2 separate regions of the Columba livia genome follow, and region 2 is linked to region 1. The links are chromatin contacts, called in public Hi-C maps. All regions are on one chromosome and are shown on one strand. Each heading gives the region's core, a stretch centred on a gene start, on an enhancer-like site or on the middle of the called end of the contact. The rest is flanking DNA. Distances are from core to core; before and after follow the strand shown. Region 1 overlaps MEGF11 (multiple EGF like domains 11). Region 2 holds the start of MEGF11 (multiple EGF like domains 11).

What was found. Hi-C and Micro-C count contacts between places; a contact is called where the count stands out from the background.
Region 2: a contact with region 1 is called in a Hi-C map of crop, with 4 times the contacts expected there. The contact joins the promoter of MEGF11 here to the enhancer-like site in region 1. A contact is called at or near these places in 2 of 2 Hi-C or Micro-C datasets (crop and liver).

What each region holds. Positions count from the first base shown.
Region 1 is chr11:11,005,124-11,010,103 of bColLiv1.pat.W.v2, forward strand. It overlaps MEGF11 (multiple EGF like domains 11), which reads right to left. Exons shown (of 27, transcript XM_065075966.1): 20 at 2,911-3,039; 21 at 452-580. Among named protein-coding and RNA genes, the nearest start is that of RAB11A, 53 kb to the left of the region's middle. Within about 2 kb of position 3,573, at least 1 of the 3 cell types and tissues checked has an H3K27ac peak away from gene starts, as active enhancers do.
Region 2 is chr11:11,247,970-11,253,285 of bColLiv1.pat.W.v2, forward strand. MEGF11 (multiple EGF like domains 11) reads right to left here and starts at 3,945. Exons shown (of 27, transcript XM_065075966.1): 1 at 3,641-3,945; 2 at 3,183-3,310. It overlaps DIS3L (DIS3 like exosome 3'-5' exoribonuclease), which reads left to right and starts at 4,075. Exons shown (of 17, transcript XM_065075970.1): 1 at 4,075-4,304. The coding sequence starts at 4,175.

The DNA of each region.
Region 1 (4,980 bases), core at 2,323-4,822:
AGAAGTCAAAGAAGCTGGCTAAACAGAAAGTCTCTACAAGGCCAGAGATTAATGAATTACTTGTGAGTGAAAGAGCCTTCTTAAAAGGCTCACCAGAATTTGATCTCCTCTTTCATACAGTGCTGATAATTTGGCACTGGTAGGTTGAGAAATCTCCAACATTTTCCTAAATCAGACCACATATACTGGGGCTTTAGCAAGCAGGGACATAGACTGTGTAAATTCTGACAATGAATCAATAATCTAAACAATCAGTCCCTCCTTTATTGAGTGCCAAAGGCACTAAAAAAAAACCCTTGGAAAGCTTCAGGACTATTTTCTTTGGGGTGATGTGAAGTTATCACAAGAAGCGGGTGGTTTAAGAGAGAAGATTGCAATACTGGGAATCGACACGAGGTAGCAGCACATCCTTGGACAGATGCCCTGGCACAGCAGTGTCTCAAAAGCTTACGCTGAGTACAGTAGAGCCCGGTCCAACCATGGGTACATCTACACTCTCCATCGTAAGGGCTGCACATGGCTCCATTGTGGCAGTTGCAAGAATGAAAGCAATCAGGGCCCCAAAACCCAGTGGGACAAGCTATGGAAATAAAAAAAGATTCATTAGCTGACCGGAAAAAAATAAAAGCAATGTTACTGTGTTAGTGCTGTGGAGGAACAACAACAAAGGGAGAACCTGGGAGACACCAGCAAAGGCAGAACTTTGCATTGCAGAGCAACTCCCAAGCAATGGCAGGTTCTGCCAAGGCGGCGATCGCTTTGCAAACCCAAGTGCCAACCTGCAGCCTCACCCCCGCCATCAAGTCCTGGCACAAGGGAGCTCCGTCCCATGTAAATCGGGTGTCGGGATCAGGTTTTTGCTGCATATGGGCACTGAGAACCTCTGCAACAGCAACTTGACACCACGCTACTCTAAACACCACTCTCTCTGCCTCACTGGCATCACCTGTGAAGATATTTTTCTCAGGGCCTTAAGATATGGAGGTAATTTAATTTTCCTTTTGATATTCTGGAATTCTTGCATAATAAAGCACAGCTATTCATGGCTTACCTTTGCTATGCAATCAACTACTAAAATTATCACATCCATTTGAAGCATAGAGTGCTACTCAAATTACATAAAAATGTAAAGAAAACTTCTTACAGTGTGAATTCCCATCCACAAAATCAGATTGCTTTTGTTGATGGGGCTAATATTAAATTAAAATCTCCAGGTCTATTATATATTTCAAAAAGTACACTATTAATACATTTTCAAAAGTTATTTTAAGCCTCCCTCCAAAAATGAATGCAGTAAGTTACAGTCATTAGTGCCAGACTAAAAGACCCAAAATGATGATAACCCTTCAATATAACAACTATATTTTTGCTTTAAAAAGCACTTTCCATTGCTTCCTATTAAAGACATGAATTAATAAGGCATGGTTCCCAGGAAACCTGAAAGTACAGAAACCGTGCCTATTTCCACGTATGCCATTGGCTCCAATTCTGACGATAAATGCAAGTTTCTGGCATGTGACAGACATCTCTAAAGCCAGAATGAAAAGCAAGAAACCTTCCCCCCCGCCATGACGTAAATCAAACAAAAACTCACTGAACTCACACAATGTAAAGCCAGGCAGGATTTGACCTAAAGTATACGCACTATCAGCAACCAGAAATACTTTAACAATCCCTTTGTAAGCCAGAGCTGCAGGGTCTGTTAGCATCTCCAGGACTGGCTCTGGAGCTAGAATTATTAATATCTCCTTTGCAGCTCCGTCTCTGGGTCATTCCAGGTTAACTGGTGCGGAGGGAGGTCTGACCGAAATAGCCCAGTATGGGACTGGGACAGGGAGGCCGGTTCCACAGGAGCCTGGTGCAAGGCCAGGCTTGCGCTGGGAGATTTACACTCGCTTTACAAGAAGGAAACAGTCAGGTTCCCACTTTATTCATCCAAAACACAAAATAGCTATCGCCAGGTCTTTCTGCCTGCTAACCTGGAAACTGCTGCTGCTGAACTGGCCTGCCTCACTCTGTAAGAAAAAAACATCTTTTTTCAAGGTTAACAGAAACCAACAGTCGTTTCCCAATTACACGGCTAAATATAATGAGGAATCTGTGGAGCTTTCTGTGTTATTTTAAAAATTTATTATTTATTTTTTATTTTTTTCCCATTTTTGAGAGACAGCAATATTCTGCCTGTGGAAGACACACAATAAGAGCAAAATTACAGCCATCTGTTTTTATCCGATTCCTACTTTATCACTTGAAGTTTAATATATTTTACTCTGGAATGCTGTCTAATATGCTAGTTGTATCCTGAATATGAAGTAACATTTCTGAATGATAGGATATTGCTTCCCTCTGTGATCTATCTTCAATTAAGGGATGCTCTCAGGAAATGACACTTTGGGATCAGCAAATGCCAATCTTCTACCTGGGCAATTTTCAAGAAGAAATCTCCATCCCTTCAAGCCCACATTGACTTTTACAATTAAATTACATTTAATAGAAATATTTCAGCTGCCTAATTTCTCAATTCTAGGGGCTCGGTACATGGAAACATTTACTGGTTAATAATTTCTAGTGTAATAGCCGAAAGAAAATTATTTCAAAAAATAAATAAAATAGAATGCAGCTAGAAATTAAAAGAGAGCATGGAGTTTTCTTTTCTCATAAGAGCTTGTGACCTCCCTTTCCTGTAATAGAAGCTAGTAACAGCTTCTGCACATTCCAAATGCAGAAACTAATTCAAGCCAGAGCTAACTTAGAGTAATTAAAAGAAACAAGCTATAAAGTGAGTAAGGCACTGGCTGCTGTAATACTTCAGGGATTTCCCCAGAATGTCTTTAACTCTCAGAAAACTCTGAACAGGAAAACATGTTATTTTAAAGCACAGGGTGAAAAAAAAAATAGCACTTTGCTTACTCTGAGAGCAGTCGGTCCCTATCCAGCCTGGGAAGCACTGACACGATCCATCCATCGGATTGCACGTCCCGTTCTCGGTGCACTGGCACACCTCAGCACAGTCCTTCCCGTATTTTCCACTGGGGCAGACTGGGAAAATATAAGGCTGTTTACTGAAGGCTCTTCATAATGAATCTGAGGAAGCTGTCAGACTTAACATTTAGCAATTAGAGATAAAAATAATTACAACATTTTTCTTTGCTGAAGCCAAATGGGCAAAATCCTTCCAGAAAGAAGGAAAAGGCAGAAACTAATTCAAGTTCATTTTGTTTGCTTACATCCCAGGTATAAAAGTAAAAGGAAAATGTCACCTCAAAATCTGTTTTTCTGCTGGGAAATGAATGTAATATGGTTAGGACATTACAATTATTAAAGGGCATTATGGAAGGATGAAAGGAAGACAGAAAACACAGAGAAAAGGGGTTATTGGGAGAGGAAGAGAACAGTAAAGCTGAGGAGAATCCAAAGAGTAGAAGGAAACACAAGTAAGTGGTGGGAGGGGATAGATCTGGGGACTTGGCCAAGGGGATCCCTTGGAGCTAACCCTGACATAGGGGCCTGCGCCCGCTCAGAGGATTTCAGCCTCAACAACAAGAACAAAAGTAGGAAACAACATTTTAAGCCAAATATCAGCCTAGTGAAGAAGTCTCCAGCAGATGAAGAACAACGGGGACTCTTACTTTCAGGTCTGATCCCTAGAACCTGACTCCTTTGCATTGTACAACTGATAATGACAGTAATAACGGACCAAAAGCTGCAAACCTTAGTGCCCCACGTGCTGGCCAGACGTACTGGCCACGGGTTTTGTATAAGGAGGCCAGTGCCCATGGAAGGGCTGGTGGCAGATAAGCTTGCAAGAAGAGGCTGAAGGAGCCGTAGTCCTTTCCCCTGCTGTCCCACGAGCACCACAACATGCACCATGTGACACTGCAGAACTGGCTATGCCAGAGCTCCTACTGCATCCCTGTCCTGATTCCTTCTGCATCAAAGGGTGGTGAGAGAGGCAGGGGCCTTTGCTACTAAATACACTTGGCTTTGCTGGAGATCAGCTTTCAGCAGTCTCCCAGATTCAAATCATGCAAGCAGAGAGTAAAGCAGGAGCAAGACTGCCACTTCCATAAGTATTTTTACCATATAAACCTGGCAGAAGAGTGCTCCCACAAATAAAGCGCATCTCCAATTGCTGAAATGTCACGCTTGTCTTTTGGCACCCATCCACCCACTCCTCTCCAATACCCCTTGTTGTAGTAAGTGTTCAATTAGGTTGCAAATGTCGTTTCCAAGGATTATATATATGTTTGATAGAGAGCTGTTAAACAGATGTGCTGCATCCTAACAATATCAGTGTCTATTCCTGTTTGTCCGCCTCACTTTTGTCCACTCACTCCTGAAGCTGGAAGAAAAGAAACTCTAAACTTTTTTCAGAGTCATCTTCTAACAGCCTAAGCACAGTGACATAAAACTAATAGGCACGCAGATCTTCAGCCACCCACCAAATTATTGGAAATCTTTAACGTTAAAGTTGATGGAAAGCTCTGCTCAGTAATGAATGAAATGTTTAATTTCTGTGCTCTTATTGGCTGTGTTCCCTGACAAAAACAGATGTATTTTCAAAACAAGATAAAACATACGGTCCATCTTTGCAAAGAATGTAACAGATGGAACTGGACTTGTATGCTGCTAAATAATGGTGATGTCAAAAAAGTGATTAAGGCACCTCCCTGAATTATGCAACTATTTTACCACTTCAGCCACTCTCACTTTCTCATCTGTAGTCTCTACAGGTGACCTCAATCTATCCTGACTGTGAATCAGTCTCAGACTGAAATCCTGAGCTGTGATTCATTTGCTTTTGTACAATATGCCATCCTCTAACGATGGCAGAAACCTAAGAACGTGCATAGTATGGTTTTCTGCATGCATTTCTAGATACTACAGACTTATCTGCAGAAGTAAGTAAAGCTGGGTTTGGCTCTAAAAATTACGTACTAAACAAAATAGTTCTCTAACTGAAACGAGATAAAACTAAAC
Region 2 (5,316 bases), core at 2,695-5,194, 240 kb after region 1:
CCTGCCTAGGAAGTGCTAATTCTAAGATGCATAGACAAGGGAACAAGTAGGAAGTTTTCTACATTGTATCTGTTTCAGACCACCGTGTACTTTTCAGTTCTAGTATACACAATGCAACGAGGATTTAAGCAATGTCTTTCTCTTCAGAAATGAGACACAAAAAGATTAAAGAGTTGCAAAACAAAAAACGAAGAGTTTGACCTGTTCAAGTTCTCAAAGAAAAAAGCAAAAGAGGTCATTAGATGACAGTGTAAAAGCAGGAGAGGAAAGAAATTTGATAGAAGAGCTTTCTAGTTTTACAAATACACCATGAGGCAAAAACATCAGCAAATTCAGACTAGAAATGAAGCCAATTTTTTTTGACAATAAACATTATTAACCTTGGTACAACTTCTTTAGTAGAAAGGGATTTCCAGCTGGGAATATTGCTGATAAACAGAATAATATAAGAGCATGTGCTACATCAGCTAAACTGAGCCTCACTGGCAACCTGACCATTTTGACCCAATAGAATAAAATTCCCAGACCTTCAGCTATAACACCACCATATATTTTGTCCCTCCTGCTAACAAAAGCAAATGAAGGCAAAGAATTCTGCTTCAGAAATGTGGGAACGTGTAACAAAACCATGGATATTGATCTTGATTTTACATTATTCTGTTCAGAAAATAAAGGCAGCCTCTCTGATCAGCTGCTTATCTCTGCTGCATAGTAGGAAGGAGACTAAATCTCTAAAAGACACTAATTATTGGCATCCAGAGTGCAACTGGGCGAGAACTGTGCATTATGAGTGCAAGGAATGGCATATTAATCCTCAGACCATTCTGGATGCAGGCAGTATTTTTACAATGTTTGGCTTTTACTGAGCCAGCAGTCCAGGAGAAGGAATCTCCAAGAGAAAAGACAGCTTTTATTCACTTTTCTATGAGCTAGAAGCAGATGCTGAATTGCCAGTTGCTTCAAAATTGCTTTAAGAATGGAAGAACCACCTTTAAAGATATGCTATAAGATAATAAAATCTTGCATCCTCTACCCCAGTGGTGGAGTTCTTGGAGAAATTTAAAAAAAGGGCCATTTTCAAATTGAAAGATATGATTTCTATTGATTCCATGACTGTGTGGATCCCAGATTTTAATATTCTCTCTCTTTTTTTGTGTTACTCCATCTTTTTTTCCTCAAACAGCCTTTATTAGACCGTTACATAACCCCATCTTCAGGCTGTCTACTGCAGAGCTGTTCATAAGCACAGCAGCAGACCAGAATATAATTTGCTATATATACTTTTCTATTTATTTTTCTGTCACCATCTTCAACTTGTCTAACGAAGCCTAATTTATCCATGCAGCCCACCTCACAACAGGAGGGAGGGCGGAGGGTATAATAACAGTCTTTACAAACCCAAAAAGTCCCTTTGCAAGAAGAAAACCCAGTAGCTGTTTTGCCAGGGCAGAATTGAGGTGTTTCAAAAGATGTATCTGTGCAGTGCCAACTGATTGCTAAGCAGGTCAACATTAAATTGTCAGCAACACTGTGCCTTTATTTGAACACCTGGTCTTACCTCGCGTACACTCCATTTCCACATATAGATGCCTAATAACCTACACAATAAACTTCTGCATTCAAAACGAGTCTCTTGGGTCATGTTGTTTCCAGGCGTTTGTCAGCTGAGTCAGGCTCCAAGCTTGGGAAACTCGAGCCAAAAGCTGGTATTGTCCAATGACCCGAGACATTTCTTTGCCAAAATATTGAGCAATTTCTGTCAAAAGGTAATACATTGAAATTCCGCCCTGCATCTCCTGACATGTTTTTCCAAGCAGGGAGACCTCCTCAGAGGCTTGCTCTTCTCAATATAGGCAAGAACAAACATGTAATAGAACTTCAAAGAAACTTCTCTCACTCCTTTAAAATAAAAGCTTCCCTAGCGCTCACAAGCATTAACCGTATGAAGTGAGGAATAATCTATGAAAAGAATATTTGTGCTGCTTTCTTTCTGTTCTACCATGTTTTTTCTCAACCACTTAATGAAGGAAAACTGCATGAAGAAATGTATGTCTCACAATTCTGCAGCTGTGCTGCACTCCACCTCATTCTTTAGCATTTAATGAGATCTTCTGGTACTGATACTTAGAACTGTGCAGCTTTTATTTTAAAACAATTAAAGATGCTCTTGTTATCCCGTTAGTTTTGGCTCTCCCTGTACACACTCCTTGCCATTCATAAAACCAATTACCAGATGCACATGAAAGTTTGTCTCTGATTTCACTGAGGGAAACTCAGTTGTTAAAGTGTAAACAGTTCTATTTGGTTTTAGTGAATCAACCTTAGACTTTTACTTATATGAGGTTCCTCTCCAAGAGCAGAAGGAAGGGAGGGGGTAAATTTTCAGAATTCAAAACATTTTCTCACTAGAATATTAGAAATAAGCATTCAGCTACCCAATGGTACCAGCAATGCACGAACTTATCCCAAAGGTCTTGGATATTTCTCTGTGAAAGTGAATAAATAAGAGTAGCTATGTCAATCACTTTCATTTAATTAACCTTCATTTTCCTGCAGTCATTGGATGACACCAACTAGGCACATTGGTATGTGTTCTTCACTATGTTATCCACTACATTTCAAACTGAATTACATGTTGTATTTTTTCCCCAAATATTGTGGTTTTCTTCCCTTTTCCATCACCGCTGGTTATTTAATCTTTGCTCCTACAGCACAAGAACTCCACCATTTTGATCTCCATTTCCCCTTTCCTCTCACATCCTCCTTACATAACATGTCTCAAATCATCCTGACTTCCAAAACCAAGTCTACACTTCAATCGTCTCTCACCAAGTTATAACACCTCCTCCTCCTCATCTGTTTGAGAACTTGGCTTCTGCAAATCAGTTCCTTACAGATGGTACTTCCATTTACTGGCACCAATGGGTTACTAAGAAGTATTAGTCATTGGAGATACACATTTTATAACACATGTGAAAATAAGAAAGTAGAATAAACAGGAACATACAGTGACATACTGCCTTGGCTCTTTCCCAGTCTCTTTTCCTCCTAAGGACAAACACTAGATAGTTTGCACCATGCATTTATGTTCAAGTTAAATTATGGTGTAGGCGATTAATGTTGAAAAAGTACAAATGCTTTTCTAATAGTCAAAATAATCATCCCCCAAATGCCATACTTACAGCATTACAGCCTTATTTACAGGGCACTGACTCAGACCCAGAAACAATGTTTGGGACTCAGGACCTTCTGCTGCTTTTCTGTTTGATCTCGAGCAAGCCTTAATCTTTCAGTGCCTTTATCTTCCCCTCTGTAAATGTGAAGAGCAATATCGGTGCATAAATTAGCTGACATTAGAGCTTTCATGCACTCAACCAACCCCTCGACCCCTTTCCCACCTCAGCTCCCCAGGTGCTGGCAGGTGATTATGCAAAACCAGATGGTACGAGAAACAGGACCAGGATTTCTCCTGGAAGATGCCGTGAAAGGCCATGGAGACGTATGCATTTATGTGGGACCACAGCTACTTTTTCAGCACTTCTCCAGCGTCCCAAACCTCTCAGTTTTCCCTCACTTTCAGGGAACCTGTCCTCTCTGCTCCCCCAGCCGCACAAGCTCAGGCTCTCCCAGGGCTCAGCACCTGCCCGTGGCTGGTCTTCTCGTAGAATCATCATCCCGCTTAGAAGAGACCCTTAAGATCATCGAGTCCAACCGTAACCTAACTCTAGCACTAAACCATGTCCTCCTCAGCCCCCACGAGGCCTCTCTGTGTCCTCTTAGCCGCTGCCCCTGTTCCCGCAGCTCCTGCTCGTTCCTGCTTGTCCCTCAGCGTTTCCCCTCAGCAGCTGCCCCGGTTCCCTCAGCTCACTCCCGCCCGCCCCTCAGCTAGCCTGGCTGTGCCTCGCAGCCACCCTTCAGCTGCCGCCCCGGATCCCGCAGCTCCTCCCCTCAGCTGCCGCCCCGGTTCCCTCAGCTCGAGCCCGCCCATCCCTCAGCTGCCGCCCCGACTCCCCCGCCTCGCCCCAGCGGCGCCGCCGCCACCAGCACCAGCCCGTTCTTTTCCCGCCCCTCCACCGAGGCCCTGCCCCATACGTTCGCACCGCCCCGCGCACCACGCGCAAGCGCCCCGGGAGCCGCGGGCCTGGCCGTAGGGCCGCCGGTTCCCGCCGCCCCGATGCTCCGCACGGAGAAGGTGCTGCAGCTGCGGGGCCAGCACGGCCGCTCGGTGCGCGTGGTGCGGGAGCATTACCTGCGGCCCGACGTGCCGTGCCGGAGCGCCCTGTGCCCGGCCGCCTGCCCGCGCGGTGAGGGGGGTGACGGCGGGAGGCGGGAAGAGGCGGGGGGATCCGCGCTGCCAGAGCCGGCAGCGCCCGGGGCCGAGCTGGAGCGGTGGGCGGCTTGTCTTGGGAGCCGTTGTGCCGCAGCTCGCGTGGGGCAGAGCTGCGTCCAGGGGGTGATCCCTGGGCAGAGGGATCCCCGGGCAGAGCGATCCACACGGCCTTGGCGGCTGGGGTGCCGGGAGGCCTGACAGGAACCGGGTGTGAGGGCAGCGAGCGGGAATAAAGCGGTGAATAAAAGAGGACAAACAGCGGGAGGGAGCTGGGAGCTAGTTGGGGTGCGGGCACCGGAGGCTCGTCCCGGAGCGCTCCTCAGCCGGCCCGAGCCGGGGGCGGGCGGTGCCGAACAACAGCTTATAATAAAGTCGTGAAAAAGCCAAACGGTTCCAAATCAAGGGTACAGCCAAAGATCTTCAAAGCAAAATCGTTCAGAAATAAACGAGGTGTTGAGAGAAAAAGGAATGGAGAAATTGATTGTCACAGGAGTTAACTGTGGAGCGTTTACAGCCTGATAAAAGGATTACACAAGTTTCATACTTCCCTTTATTAAAAGATCTTTTAAAATGCGTTAATTTCTGGAGGGTGGTGGTTTATAGCATGGATTAAGTTCTATACGAACCTGTGAAGTGTTCTTACGATGGGGCCAAGCTATTATCTTGTAGTTCTGCATCAGCAGTCATTTCTGTTCAGTAATTAAATGTATTTGCCTGTGTTATATCTGGCCGTTTCGGGCATGCAAGACTCTATGATATCTAGATTTGTTGTTGTTTATACATCCTGTGGTGCTATTATGGGCATCAGAGACCATCATGTGACCTGTTGTTGATATTTCAGGTGGGGTTTCTTTTTGTGGTTAAATAGCGCTATTTATTTGGTGCAAGAAACCGACAGACAACTAACATAATATCCAACCTATTTAAACTGACAAAATCATTTGCTTGCCTAAAAGAAAAGGTTGAGCATTTTAAAACTTTTTTTT